3 separate regions of the Drosophila melanogaster genome follow, and all the other regions are linked to region 3. A link is a contact called in public Hi-C data. All regions are on one chromosome and are shown on one strand. The core of a region is the stretch at or near the end of the contact, and the rest is flanking DNA. Distances in the headings are between cores, read along the strand shown. Region 1 holds the start of Hcf (Host cell factor). Region 2 holds the start of CaMKI (Calcium/calmodulin-dependent protein kinase I). Region 3 holds the start of MED26 (Mediator complex subunit 26).

Region 1 (4,979 bases), core at 224-2,723, 430 kb before region 3:
CATGTTCATTTCCTGGCCCCATTACATTCCTTTGCGTACCCATTCGTTTAACTGTTAAAAACTGCATTTTTTTTGGAATACGTACACAACTAGAAGGCGAAATAATTGTACACGACTCAAGTTAAACGCCACAATATATAGCGAAATATTTAATATAAAGTACTGACACTGTGACGCCTTCCTTTTCAGCAGTATTTATTTTTCCACAGGGAAATATATATCGATATATCAAACTTTTACTATCGAAATCACTTAGTTTTCACAAAACTGTAATATTCTAATATCGATGTATTTTCACATGTAGTGTAAAAATAAATTATTTTATTACGCCGCGCTAGCACAAATGTTCGTGTAGCATATCTCTCTTACGTCGTAATACCTCTTCACTTTTCTTTTTAGTTAAAATGTTAGAAAATCGGTTATGCCTACATATAAGTTTACACTGAACTGCGGCAAAATCTCAGCGCCACAGTTATTTAAAGAGAAGTATTTGAAAGATAGCTGTCCAGCTGTTTGTCTGAATTGTCGCATCAACTTATCTTTTGCTTGCCTATCTTACGTTAGTACTGCGACGATCACCTTCTTATGAGATAAGAGCATAAACGTTTCTTTACACTCGGAAAATATAAATGTAATTGTGTTAAAAATATATTGATTGGCACTATCACATAAAACAAAACCATGTTAAAAGCCAATACATAATTTATTATTTATTAATAAAGTCCATACTTCTGAAACCAAGAAATCGGAACGAGTTTACATATACCATAGGAATATTGTTAAAGCATTTACATATATACATTTAACATTCTATACTCTCTATTCTAAAACACCCAAACATTATGTATAATGCATAAAACTCGTTGAAAACTACATATTTTATTTGTAGAGTAATAGGGTGTACAAAATTCCTTGAAAAGTATAAAACCTTTTTCATTCTTTTCAATACCCTACGGACCATTAATTTTGAGAACCAGCATGTCCTTGTTTCGCTTTTGCACTTTGCATCGATTGAATTAGAAGAGTACAAACAACGACCTGTCCAGAAATTATTGTATATATGTATATGTATGTATATACATATATGTATGTATATCATTTATATATGATTTGATTCATATTCGCACCACAAATATTAATTCGAAAATGATCGTCAAAGTAAACATTATTTCCGACACTAAACCTCACTTAACTTATGTAACAACAATCCCTATCTAGATTTATAAAAGAAAAATTCTCTAGACTTCAAATTATTTGTGTGTTCCATTGCGTATGAACTCATTTCTGTTGAGCTGTTATAAAATTATTAAGTTTCTATTAAAAAGTAATAATATCTTCAAATATTTTTTCTGCAGTGGAAACATAGTGGAATGCTAATTTTGTAAAATACGCTTATATACTGTTTCCGCTTTTGCGGTCAAATAAGTGGGCAATGTTCAGATTTTAGCTTAAGCAATCTATGTATCGATATTTTTCTTCTGTAAGTTCACCTCTAATAAGTAATTGCGTGTGTGAGGTCTCAGTTCGGCTTTTAATTTTGATAATTCTTAATAGTGTTTGTCTTTTTGAACATTAAAAGTGAAAATTGTCGTATAGCATTTAAATATGAACTTCATATAAAATATCTCTCAAATATCAATTATTTTCCAAGATTTGATTGGCTGATTTGTTAAAGTTTTTGCGCGTAGACCTAATCCATTATAGGGAAGCGTCTAGTTCCAGCATTGCCAGGCCAAAATAAATTGTGCATTACATAGAGAATGCCTTTGGGTTTTTAGTATTTTACAATTAAAGGAAACACATAAGCACAAAGCCATTCGGTATATAAATACTCCTTTAAGTATCAGCATACCTTTGTACTAGCTGTTTTTAATGCATTCATATTTAGTATATGGTAATCATTTTTAAACATATTTATTCAAACTTTAAAAACTCGATTTAAACTGTATTTTGAGGAAATTCAGTGCTTTGATCGCAGAAGTTAAACTACAAGTAATAGTTGTGGGTTTTAAAATCTTGTCGGATGCTTTGTTTTTGTTTTGAAAGGTTTTGCATTTATGAAGCTAAGAACTAAATAAGTGTCTTTAAATCGTAATAATATATTTAAATTTTAATTTCCCAGATGGACTACGCACCGTGAAAGGAAATGCAAACCTAATTTGTAGCTGTCTACAATAATCAAGTTATATATATATATTATCAAAACAATAAATTGCTGGCCATAATATGGAAGGCTCAGACTTTGTGGATCCAGCCTTTTCTTCAGGAGAACGAATATCGGCATCTGATCTCAATTCGGAGCATATTATTCAGGCCGAGAATCACAGTTTTGCTAATCGAATTTCTATGGATATGGATGTCCCTGATGGGCACCAGCTGGACAGCAACTTAACCGGATTTCGATGGAAGCGAGTTCTTAACCCAACCGGACCGCAGCCCCGCCCGAGACATGGACACCGTGCGATAAACATCAAAGAGCTAATGGTCGTCTTCGGCGGCGGAAACGAAGGAATTGTTGACGAGTTGCACGTTTATAATACTGGTAACTATATTGGGCCTGGTGCTGTTTTGCCATATGTATAACCGTATTCGGTTAGCCGAAGTTCTGAACAAAATAGTATACCAACAGAGTATGCATTTTAAGAATAGGATGTGAGGATGCACTCGCTCGATCGACTCGAATTACAACATCCGTTTATCAAATTTTAAAGTGATAATGATGATTAAGTGAAACATGTTCAATAAATTAACATATTTAAGAAAAATTAAATGATATAAAAGTAATAACATTTCTGAAACATTATTTTAATATAAAACCTACACCTTAATTTTCTATAGAAGCTATACTTTTTGCATTATAAATTAATGACTAGCGATTGACTGACAGGAAAAATGTAATAGAAAAGTTATAGTATTTGAATCGGTAATAAAAATTTTGTAGCTAGCATAGAAAATCTCCAATTTAAAATAAGAGAGAACGCTACAGCCGATTTTCCCGACTATCAGATACCCGTTTCTCAGCTAGTGTGAATCTGAACTCGAAGTTTCATCATTTTCAAATTGTTCAATTGTTCAAAAGTGTGGGCGTGTCGGCTTTAGGGCGATAAAGTGGGCGAAGCAAAAGATTTTTGCCAAATCGATAGTAATTTAAGCGACAAATAAAATAACAATAAAATACCCAAAAGTTTTTCAAACATATGGTCAATTTTGGGCGGTTTTAGGTCGTTAGAGTGGGCGTGGGAAAAAATTTTTGGCAATAGTTAGAAATTTAAAAGACTAATAAAAATGTAAAAAATGTAATCACATTATTTTTAAGTGTGGGCGTGGCTGTTTTGTACGGTTTGCGGGCGTGGCATCATGGGTCAACAAACTTGCGCTGGGTTTATGTCTCTAGAATCGTATGTTTAATCTCAACCATCTAGCTTTTAAAGTTCCTGAGATCTCGACTTTCATACAGGCGGACATTTCCAGATCCACTCGGTTATCGATCCAGATCAATAATATATATATTTTATATGGTCGGAAACGCTTCCTTCTGCTTGTTGCATACTTTTCAACGAATCTAGTCTACCCTTTTACTCTACGATTAACGGGTAAAAAAAGACATGTAGGAGTGGTTATTATTAATCTGGCTGGCACAACTGTGCATTCAATGAAAGTGTGTAACAGGATTCCGGCCCTCTAGACCAGAATCATTAGTTGAGTCGATCTGACCATTACGGTCAGTCCGTCAGTATGAGCGTGTCCAGTTCTTCAATTCTTAAGACATTCGACAAATTATTCATTTTTAGATGCTTATTAAATGTATTTGTTCATATATTTCCGTTTTTTAATTTCAGTTACTAATCAGTGGTACGTCCCAGTGCTAAAAGGTGATGTACCGAACGGATGCGCTGCTTATGGATTTGTTGTGGAGGGTACTCGCATGTTTGTTTTTGGGGGAATGATCGAATACGGAAAATATTCAAACGAGCTCTATGAGCTACAGGCAACTAAATGGGAATGGAGAAAAATGTATCCAGAGTCACCAGACAGTGGGTTGTCACCGTGTCCTCGCTTGGGTCACAGCTTTACAATGGTTGGTGAAAAAATATTTCTTTTCGGCGGACTAGCAAATGAATCGGACGACCCAAAAAATAATATTCCAAAGTAAGTTACATATTTTCGAATGAAGAATTGTAATGATTGTTTAATAATGTTCCGTAGATACTTAAACGACTTGTACATACTGGATACTCGAGGAGTTCACAGTCATAACGGAAAGTGGATAGTACCTAAAACATATGGGGATAGCCCGCCACCACGAGAGTCGCACACAGGCATATCGTTTGCTACTAAAAGCAACGGAAATTTAAATCTTTTGATTTATGGTGGAATGAGCGGCTGCCGCTTGGGAGATTTATGGTTGCTAGAAACAGGTAACTCAATAACTCGATTTCTTTTTTAATATTTTTTATAGTATGGATTTACATTATTTAAAGACTCCATGACTTGGTCGAAGCCGAAAACTTCAGGGGAGGCGCCGCTACCACGCTCGTTGCACAGTTCTACAATGATTGGCAACAAAATGTATGTCTTTGGTGGCTGGGTTCCCTTAGTGATCAATGATTCTAAATCGACAACAGAGCGTGAATGGAAATGTACAAACACTCTTGCTGTCCTTGACCTTGGTAAGAATATTTGTTATACCATATCCATTTACTTGCGAAGTAGTAAAATTGAGGTATATGACTTAGTTCTGCCTATAAAGTTTTTGGTTCTGATCATAAGTATCTATGTTTCTCTATTCCATGGACGACAAATTTTCTCTCATTTTATTGGCGATCGAAAGTGCATGAAACTAAACTTTCCTAATGCTTGATTCAGGAAAGTTTTACTTAATTACTGTAATAATTGTTAGCGTTTTGATTAAATCGTGAGTAGTTTTTTGATTGGGCGGAATGACAAATCAGACACTTGCATCTAAGCTTATGCACATT
Region 2 (4,843 bases), core at 230-2,729, 340 kb before region 3:
ACCAATGCAGCTCAGTCAGCAATCTCATATTTTATTATTTTGAATTACAAATCGAAGCATTTGCATATATATATGGAAAAACATATTTTTTCTTGGGTGGTTGTCGTCCCCGTTGTAATTTGAGGTAATAATTTTCTTCACATTGGTTGGAAAAAAAAACTTAGTTTTAGTTCCGTTTATTGCTTTTTTATTATCTATATTTGCTCAATAACAGGGATATCGCAAAACTCTTATAAATATCTGAACAGCCGGCGTCGTTGTGTTGTTCTCACAAATAATATAGCCCATTGCACGTGGAGTAAAAGATATATGTACTTTATCAGGATAGTTATAGATGAGTTGATCTGGCTATGTCCGTCTTTCCGTGTGTTTCTGCCTTTATATTTGTCTGCAAAACACCCATAAGCCACCCAAAACTGACACGTCCACATTTGTCAAAGCTATTTTAGCTTTTTTCCCATTTTATCTTAACAAAAAACTTGCTGAGTTGCGGGTATCTCATATCGGGGATATCTACTAAAGAGTTTTCTCTTGTTTTGCATTAATTCATGAATAAAAAATGAAATGCAATTATGTTTTCATTTAAACAAAAATGTTTGTTGCTTAGACAAATCCCAAAACAGTATTGCTTCTATGATTTGAATGTTATTTAATATATATATGACAGCTATTTTGGTCTTGAATCTCTAAATCAAGATACGCATTAAAAAAAAAAAAATTTGTAAATTTTTTGGTCCTAGGATATTAAGCATGTTTTCCATAGTCGCAAACACCTAAGCGAGATTTTAATTTATTAAAATTTATTAATTTAAATTTAAATTAAATTTAATTTAAAATGCTTCTATGATTTGAATGTTATTTAATATATATATATATATATATTTTGGTCTTGAATCTCTAAATCAAGATACGCATTAAAAAAAAAAAAATTTGTAAATTTTTTGGTCTTAGGATATTAAGCATGTTTTCCATAGTCGCAAACACCTAAGCGAGATTTTAATTTATTAAAATTTATTAATTTAAATTTAATTTATTTAAAAGCAATTAAGAATATTTATGATTCCATAAAATGCTTATAAGTTAAAAGTTTGATTTAATGCTTACATTATATAGATTACTAACCAGTAAGTGTTGCCTCAAAAAGTTCTTTTAAAAATCCATAATAATTTTAATTAACTTGAAAATTTTCACTTTAAGAATTTAACGGATATATTGGTATCTGTGTGAAAATGCTATTATCCATGCCACAGTCACCTATCTGAGAACAACATACAAATTTGAATGTACTCCAATTATTAACTGTTTATTCACTAAAATGTTGCAGATAATAAAAATTATATAATACATTTAGCTTAAGCATTTATTTCTTAAGCTTCAGTCTAGTGGTAGTTGTTTTAATTAGAACTTAAAGCGTTTTCATTTCCCAACTGTTTCTTTGGAATGAAATGTCTCGCCCTGTTCCTGTCCATGAACGTTCGCAAGAATTATAATTTCCAAGATTGGTTCCAAGGTTTAGTTCCAAAATATCAATAGGAAATCAATAGAGTACAGATATAAATTTATTTAAATATTTTTAATCACCAAGAAATTTTTGTTCAATTTGTTTTGACTTAACCAGAACCAGGTGACGTATCACAATTTTAACAGTCAATGCTAATGTTTCAAAATAAGTTTGTCACGTTTAAAGTTCCGCTAAGATTTGGAAACAATGGAGCAGTGTGTCACGGTAAACCAATTTGTGAAAATCGTACTGAGAATTTATTTCCGGATTTGGTTGAAAGTTACTTTTTTGAAAGATTTTAACTGTATAAATGTATAGTATTAAGTATTATGTAAAAAAAATAACGACATAACTTGAAAAATTAATTTTTTTGTTCGTGTCCGATAGTCTATGAGCTAATCAAAAAACAAATTCATTACATTTGCTTTGCAAATAAAAAGGTAAGATGTATAATCACTAACTTACTATGCTATATGTATATACATATAAGCGCTCCAGAGAAAAATGACTAACAATTCGCTTTTGGGAAAAACTACATATACATAGATTAGTAGTACAAAGTTTTTAGGAAAAAATAGCTGACTGGTCAACACTGCCACAATGGTTGCGCCAGCGCCTGAAGAAAATCAATAAATCAATACTAAAAGTAATTGTAATTCCTAGCGTGTGTATTCCTTTAAAACAGACATTACGCTGCAACGCACAAGTATTTATAGATTTGGAGAATACTGAATAAATATTTGTGTAAACAAAAGGACCTGTAAACAGTTTCTAGATACATTTGATGTATTTTTTTTAAATAGAAACGTGTTGGCTTGCAACAAAGTCTGCAATATGGGGAACGTTTTGAAAATTCGTCTTCAATTGTTTTCTGCTTTCAAGTGAAGCCACCGAGATCCTGCGCTTGTTTTGGTTAATTCGTAATACTTCTTAAGCATGTATAAAACTTATACATGTATATGTAAATAAACCCAATTATATATTATATATGTATATGTATATATATGCATATATATAAATATTGTATATTATTGTATATATATATATATATATATATATATACGTAAATATTGTGTGATATGCAAGTGTCTGTTTTCGACTACAGATGTACGCAATATAAGGTAATCAGCTAAAATTTAACCTTTGGCAGCTGGGCTCATTACTGAGCGGAATAATTGAGCTCCCAAACCGAAAACAACTGCATTGCTTTGTGTCTAGCTATGTATGTATGTAACCTGCTTTTGTGAATATATATGATCGTCTTCGCTGATAGGGTTCGTCGTTATAACTTTTAGAACCCTGTGAGAAGTCTGGCTTAAACTGTTGAAGAGTAATAACCATGCGAATTTCGGCAATCTAAAATACATACTACTTCAAAATCAACTTGCTTAGAAATGCCTTTGTTTGGCAAAAAGGATTCGGGCAAGAAAGCCAAGGCGAAGGACTTAAAGGAGCTCAATAAGCAAGTGTCAATTGAAGAGAAATACAATCTTCACGGACTTCTGGGGACGTACGTGCTGCTAAGCAAAAAGATTTTTAAATACTTTAATGACTAACCTTTTTTTACCGCTTAAGTGGAGCCTTTTCAGAAGTACGCCTAGCCGAAAGCAAAGATTCGCCAGGCGAACATTTTGCAGTGAAAATTATCGATAAGAAAGCTCTAAAGGGAAAGGAAGAATCTCTGGAGAATGAAATTCGCGTTTTGAGAAGGTAAGGAAGTTAATAATTTAGAGTTGACGTTAAAAAGAAAATAGGCACCAATACAACTCGGAATAAATAAAATAAAGAGTGATATACATTTTGTGCCTGTACACCGAAAGAAAATATGAAACTGACAATTCTTAATGTCGCATTTGATCATTAAACTTTAATCGAAATCGTTTCTTATTATCTATACATATTTACATATATATACAAATTTAGATTTCGCAATGAATATTTCTTACTCGTGGTAGAAAAACTTAGTATGTGATCATAAACCCATTAAAAACAATAAAATCAATATACATATTAAAATCGCGACTGTAGAATACTGTTTGGTGTTGGGCATAGTAAAATCCTCAGTTTGTTCTGTCTAATTTATGTTTAATATTCACTTCTTTTACTTGATCTTAGATTTTTTATTACTAAAAAATATAAAAGTATAGGTTAATTTTCGAGATATTTTGTTTTATTATAATACCGATCCAGATATTACAATTGTGAAAATAGTAGCTTTTGCATTTAATATAACTTGAGTAATGAATGCTAAACCAAAACATAGTTTATGTAGATGACCGCAATGGCTTATAAATTCAGATTAGCGATCATTTTAACTAAAAGGTAGGATAACACTTAATCGTTGCGATGCTCGTCTGTTAAAAATCAAGTGCTTTTTAACCAACCAACCATTAGGTGAAATTAAAATATTTTGTATATTGGTTTTATCCTTCTAGGTATTGAGAACATCCAAAAAGAATTTTTTCATATTTTCTATGCCAGGGTATATAATCTTGGTTTGCCGAAGGTAGCTTCCTTTCGATATCGATATCAAAGTTACTATAGCAGTAATATCTACAGGCCGAACTTTTGATCTTAATTATACCCGTTACTCGTAGAATAAAGGGCTATACTAGGTTGCTGTTAAGTACGTAACTGGTAAAGAAACGTTTTCGACCCTTAATAGTGAATATAATCTTAATTAGGATTAAATTTATTAATCGATCTGTCTATAAAAGCTAGAGTCTGCAGTGCAAGTTTGTTCATTTAATTATTTTTTTCATTTAATTATTGGTCTTGTCAATTTTTATCGATATACAAGAAAAGTTTTTGCCACTCCCACTCTAACGCACAAAATTTCACACCCACTCTAACGCCCAACTTTTGAACATATTCCCATTGCGAATCAAAAAAAATTTAAAAAGATACTTTATTAAACTAAATTAAAGAAACGCGCTAAATGTTCCAAAAAAAATATTGTTAGTATATGTACATCCTTAGTCTTCCGTTAATGTACCGCTTCTTAAATCTAAAAACCGGGACTGCTTACGCTTGAGATTATCGACTTAGAGATCGTTATCGTCTCGATATCAAGAAGGGTTATTCTTCTGAGAATGGTCGAGGCCACTTTGATCTCCGTGTTTTCGTTCTAATTTTTTTGTGGGTGGCCAATTTCATTAATATTTAATGAATACCAACATTTTTTTATATAATACATTGTTGTTTTTAATGCCCTAAAAAGATTTATACCCGTTACTCATAGAGTGAAAGGATATACAAGATTCGTTGAAAAGTATGTAACAAGCAGAAGGAAGCGTTTCCGACCATTTAAAGTACATACATATATTCTTGATCAGGCTCAAT
Region 3 (4,357 bases), core at 906-3,405:
TTCAGTGGCTGTTTGCTGAATTCCTACCATTTCCCGCCACTTTTTCAGCAAGGATTTTGCACGTCGAGCCAAATGTTCATTCTTAGTCCTTCTTCTGAGCTGATTTATGTACTTAGCCAATCTGGTGGCCTCCAACTGCTCCTTGGTGATAGTTGTACCCTCCAATGCACATATGACACAGAGAACTGCGTCCATATTGACGACCTGAAAAGATCTTTACATTAACTGATTTGTTGATAAGGTAATACGTTTTCTTACATCGTAGTTTTGATCAAGTGCCTGGGATAGGTGAGTAGTAAGTTCCTGTATTTCGATTTGGTTCATTTATATCTTGCGGTGCGTAAATATTGCCCTGATCCAGATTCAAGGGACGGCGAAATGCAAATACTGTCCAAGTTAGAAAAATAAGGAAAGTAATAGAAAAGTAAGTAGTAGGTAGAAAGTAAAAAGTTATAGTGTATTCACTTCACGTTGTTGCAAAATAAATACTATTATAAATAGCCGTAAAATTGCTATTAAGTAAAGTTTAAAGACCCAGAAGTTCAAAAATTTTAATACCCGAGTTAGTAGCGTGTCTGTGAAACACTCATACCAATACAAAACGTGTATTGCTCAATCGTTATGCTTACAAATATGCACACTTCGAATGTAAAGTCTGTGCTTCCTGAGCGCACTTCCTTGAATATGAAAATTTGTATTTGTCCAAAATAAGGAAAATTAATAATTTATGGTTGACTTCCCGACTTTATTACAATTCGCCATTTTTACCAATGACAGCTGCACTTCAAGGGTGGCAGAAAATCGATAAGTATTTAACAATTATTATCGATATACTTTCACGTGAATTTCTTTTAACAGGAAGGCCTGATCATACTGCTATCAAACAGAATTGAAGAGGAATTGTATTATATGTGACATGAAAACCTATAGGAGTATTATATAAAGTAAACGTCCATTTTTGGGCTAAATGCGTGAATCTCAAAATGAAAAAAGGGTCAAATATACCAGACCAGAAAATGAAGGTTTTGTTGCTTTGTGGTTTGGATATTTTCCCGTTGTCCTATATATTTTGTAAAATATAAAACGATTTCGTAGATTCTCCGTCCAGTTACCCGCTTTACTTAATATGGAGAATATTAAAATATTGTTTGTTTTTTTACCCTTAACTTATTTTATTCGGACTAGCAATGCCGTTTTTTTTTTGTTAAGGATATATAAAGATTCTTAAACTCTTTCATTTCAATGCGAAATATTTGAAAAAAGTGTGTATATATAGGATTTGTACAAAACAAATGCTCTCGGTGTTCTTCAAAAACAAAAAACAAACAAATGGCTTACAATTACCAAACCCCATAACTTGGGTTAAGGGATCATCTCACAATTGAAAAAAAGTAAACTATAGTACTATCCTTCAGCACCAAAATCGAGTATATATTTTTTTCTTATTGCAAAACCTTTGGAAGCCTTTTGTATATAAGAATATATTTTACATTTAATAAGCAACAGAAAAAGAATATGTTTAATTTTTTATATTCACATTTTACCACAGCGGCTTTTTTTTTAATATGTTCTATAATATTATTCTTATTCTGAACCTCGAGCAGAAGAGATTTTATTGACCTTCCCGTCTAAGAACTGAGCTACCCCATGCTTATACTGTGTTTCCGTGTTTGACAAAAACCAAAACTGACTGTGTCCATATATATAGTGTAATTGGAATATAAACGGTTAGTAGTACTAAATTAGGAAGAATGCTTGTCCGATCCGTTCACACTGGTAACGTTAGAATACCGGAGAAAAACTATTATTACTTAAAATGCTAATTAAGTTTAAAAAACATTTTTGTATTTCAGTACAATAATAAAAAATTTAATCATCTCCGCTAGTGAGCAAAATTCAAATATAACGACAGTGACTCTTCTGCATATAAACTTGAGATTTGCAAAAATATAGATGCATCAACTTCATAAATTCACACTTGGCTGGTTTGTCGCTCTTACCGAAATATCCTGATATATTCCTTTTGCACATACATAAATATACTTATATTATATGTCGTTTTTAATACATACCCCCACATTAATCACACTGCACATGGTCTATTCAAAGCCATATAAATAACAAGATGCGTAACGGCCATACCAAAGACACTAGAATAACAAGATGCGTAACGGCCATACATTGGTTTGGCACTATGCAGCCACTTTTTTGGTGACGGCCAAAATTGCTCTCTTTCCGCTCGCTCACGCTGAGAACATAAGAAATCTAAAAATAGAATTTGCTTGCTTGTGTGAGTAAAAACAAGAGACGGGAACGCGTATATGTGTGGGTGTTGTGCTAGAAGACGATTTTCGGGCCGAAATCAATTCTGATCAAAGAAATGAATTTACATTGTACATATTAGGGTAGTTTTTTGCCAATTTCGTAGCAATATGATGAAATAAAATAATTTTTAAAAATTCGCGCCCTTCTTATTATAATTTTAAAATTTTAATTTTAATTTTAAAATTTTTTAATTTTAAAGCTTTTTAAATTCGTTTGTTAAAATCGCCGCTCGAATTAGCTACCGTTTACATATTTATATTTATGTTGATAATTATTTATGTGTAATATGTGTAATAGTCGGTACCCAGGGAACACTACGGGGAGGCCATTACAATTGTAATGGGGTCTTATATTTACGTATATGACCTTCGAGTCGACTTGAAATATTTTAATGTTTAACATTAAAACATTTCCATATTCCCCAATTAAGTTATTTTTCTAACTATTGTTTTTTATTATATATTGCTCGATTTTTCAGTCGTCAGTTATTTAAATAACGCTCATTTTTTTTATTCATGAGATAGAATGCTGAGCTTAGCTTGCTTTTTTTGTCTATCAGCTATCACAGTCCACTTACAATGCTTAAAAAGCAAAACTTTTATAAGTTTGTTTAAAAGATCTGTTCTATGTGCATAACATTCATTATTTTCATAAAACCATAATGGGAAGGCACTACTTTCATTTGTGCACTTAATGCATTGCTCAACAATAAATTTTTTTATACACATTTGTTTTTTATTATTTTTAAAAATATTTTCGAAAGCTTTAATGTGTATTTTGTAAATATTAAAAAATAAATCAGATGGTGCCCTTAATTTCCCGAAGTCCGATTCTATTGAGTAGTTTTTCTCATGTATAAAAAGCTCTGATGGAGCTGTTAAATGCTCGGTTTCTTTTAAAATTACCGATCTGCATTTATCGCAACTGGATCCCTTAGCAATATATCCAACAAAATATCTACTGGAAGTTAATTCAATGGGTACATCATTGCACAAAAAGTTATCTATATTTTGGTCAAAGTACCTCTCATTGTCTTGCACGATTTTGGAAAATGATACAGAGTATTCTTGTTGCTGTATTTCTTTTTTTTCAACGAAAGGCTGATATATTATCGAATCGAACTCTATTGGCAACATAACATCATCATCTGATTCGCAATTCGACTTTTGTGAAAATTTAAAAATGTGTAGAGATATGAGCTTGGCAATTATTATATTAAATTCGTTAACTGAAGGATTTCTGCAGTTACCACCTTTTGCTCGAACGCACGCAAATATATTTTCAAGGGGATCCTGGTTAACTCTACTAGTTAAAAAGAAAAAGTGGTCTGTGTGATCCTTAAAGAGATCTTCGACGAGTCCAAATATAGCTTCAGTAGTTTGGATCAAGCCATCAACACAATATATTTTATTCCCGTGATATTTAACGCTCTTTAGGTATTCCTGCATTTCCTTTAGTTTGTTCCAAACTCCATTGTTAACTTGGAGCGCGCATTTCATGGGGTTTTTGTCAGTTAATACTCTGCTATTCAGGCAATCAAAGTAATCATTATCTTTTTGGACAAATGCAGCCGTAGAAGCTGCAACTTCGGAACTATTTCGATGTAATTGCTTGTTTTGGTTACAAGTCTTAATTGCCGCTGCAACAGTGTGGCTAAGTGTTTGAGTTGCCAAACATACGCGCATTAGCTCAAATCTGGTTGGATTAACGTGACTCCTTGTTAATTTAGTCATTCTCGTTACTGATCCATGATCTAATTCGTAAACCTCTCGAATGACATCAAAGTCAACTAGTCCGTCAGGGGTTTCAAAATTAGCTCTTAGAAAATTATTCCTTACAGACTTGAAAAGATGCGGAATGTCATAAAACATATATTTTTTATTATTTAAGGTAAAGTAAGGTTTCTCATTGGTGACTTCAAGTAGTGAGGTACATTTTCTATTGTTACCTCCTTGATCATACACAACACCCCTTACTTTGAACCCAATTGTTTCAGCAATAATAATATTTTTATAAATAAGACTTTTTAAGC

What was found. Hi-C and Micro-C count contacts between places; a contact is called where the count stands out from the background.
Region 1: a Hi-C map of the S2 cell line shows a contact between it and region 3, with 4 times the contacts expected there. The contact joins the promoter of Hcf here to the promoter of MED26 in region 3. A contact is called at or near these places in 14 of 107 Hi-C or Micro-C datasets (the Kc167 cell line, the ML-DmBG3-c2 cell line, the S2 cell line and 5 more).
Region 2: a Hi-C map of the Kc167 cell line shows a contact between it and region 3, with 2.3 times the contacts expected there. The contact joins the promoter of CaMKI here to the promoter of MED26 in region 3. A contact is called at or near these places in 10 of 107 Hi-C or Micro-C datasets (the Kc167 cell line, the OSC cell line, the S2 cell line and 5 more).

Annotation. Positions count from the first base shown.
Region 1 is chr4:358,465-363,443 of dm6, forward strand. It overlaps Hcf (Host cell factor), which reads left to right and starts at 1,474. Exons shown (of 13, transcript NM_205873.3): 1 at 1,474-1,516; 2 at 2,123-2,542; 3 at 3,840-4,149; 4 at 4,207-4,418; 5 at 4,482-4,670. The coding sequence starts at 2,227. PMCA (plasma membrane calcium ATPase) reads right to left here and starts at 193. Exons shown (of 18, transcript NM_001201587.2): 1 at 86-193.
Region 2 is chr4:444,025-448,867 of dm6, forward strand. CaMKI (Calcium/calmodulin-dependent protein kinase I) reads left to right here and starts at 1,480. Exons shown (of 8, transcript NM_166764.2): 1 at 1,480-1,624; 2 at 3,077-3,211.
Region 3 is chr4:786,823-791,179 of dm6, forward strand. It overlaps MED26 (Mediator complex subunit 26), which reads right to left and starts at 2,156. Exons shown (of 6, transcript NM_166791.2): 1 at 2,073-2,156; 2 at 259-387; 3 at 1-204. The coding sequence starts at 324.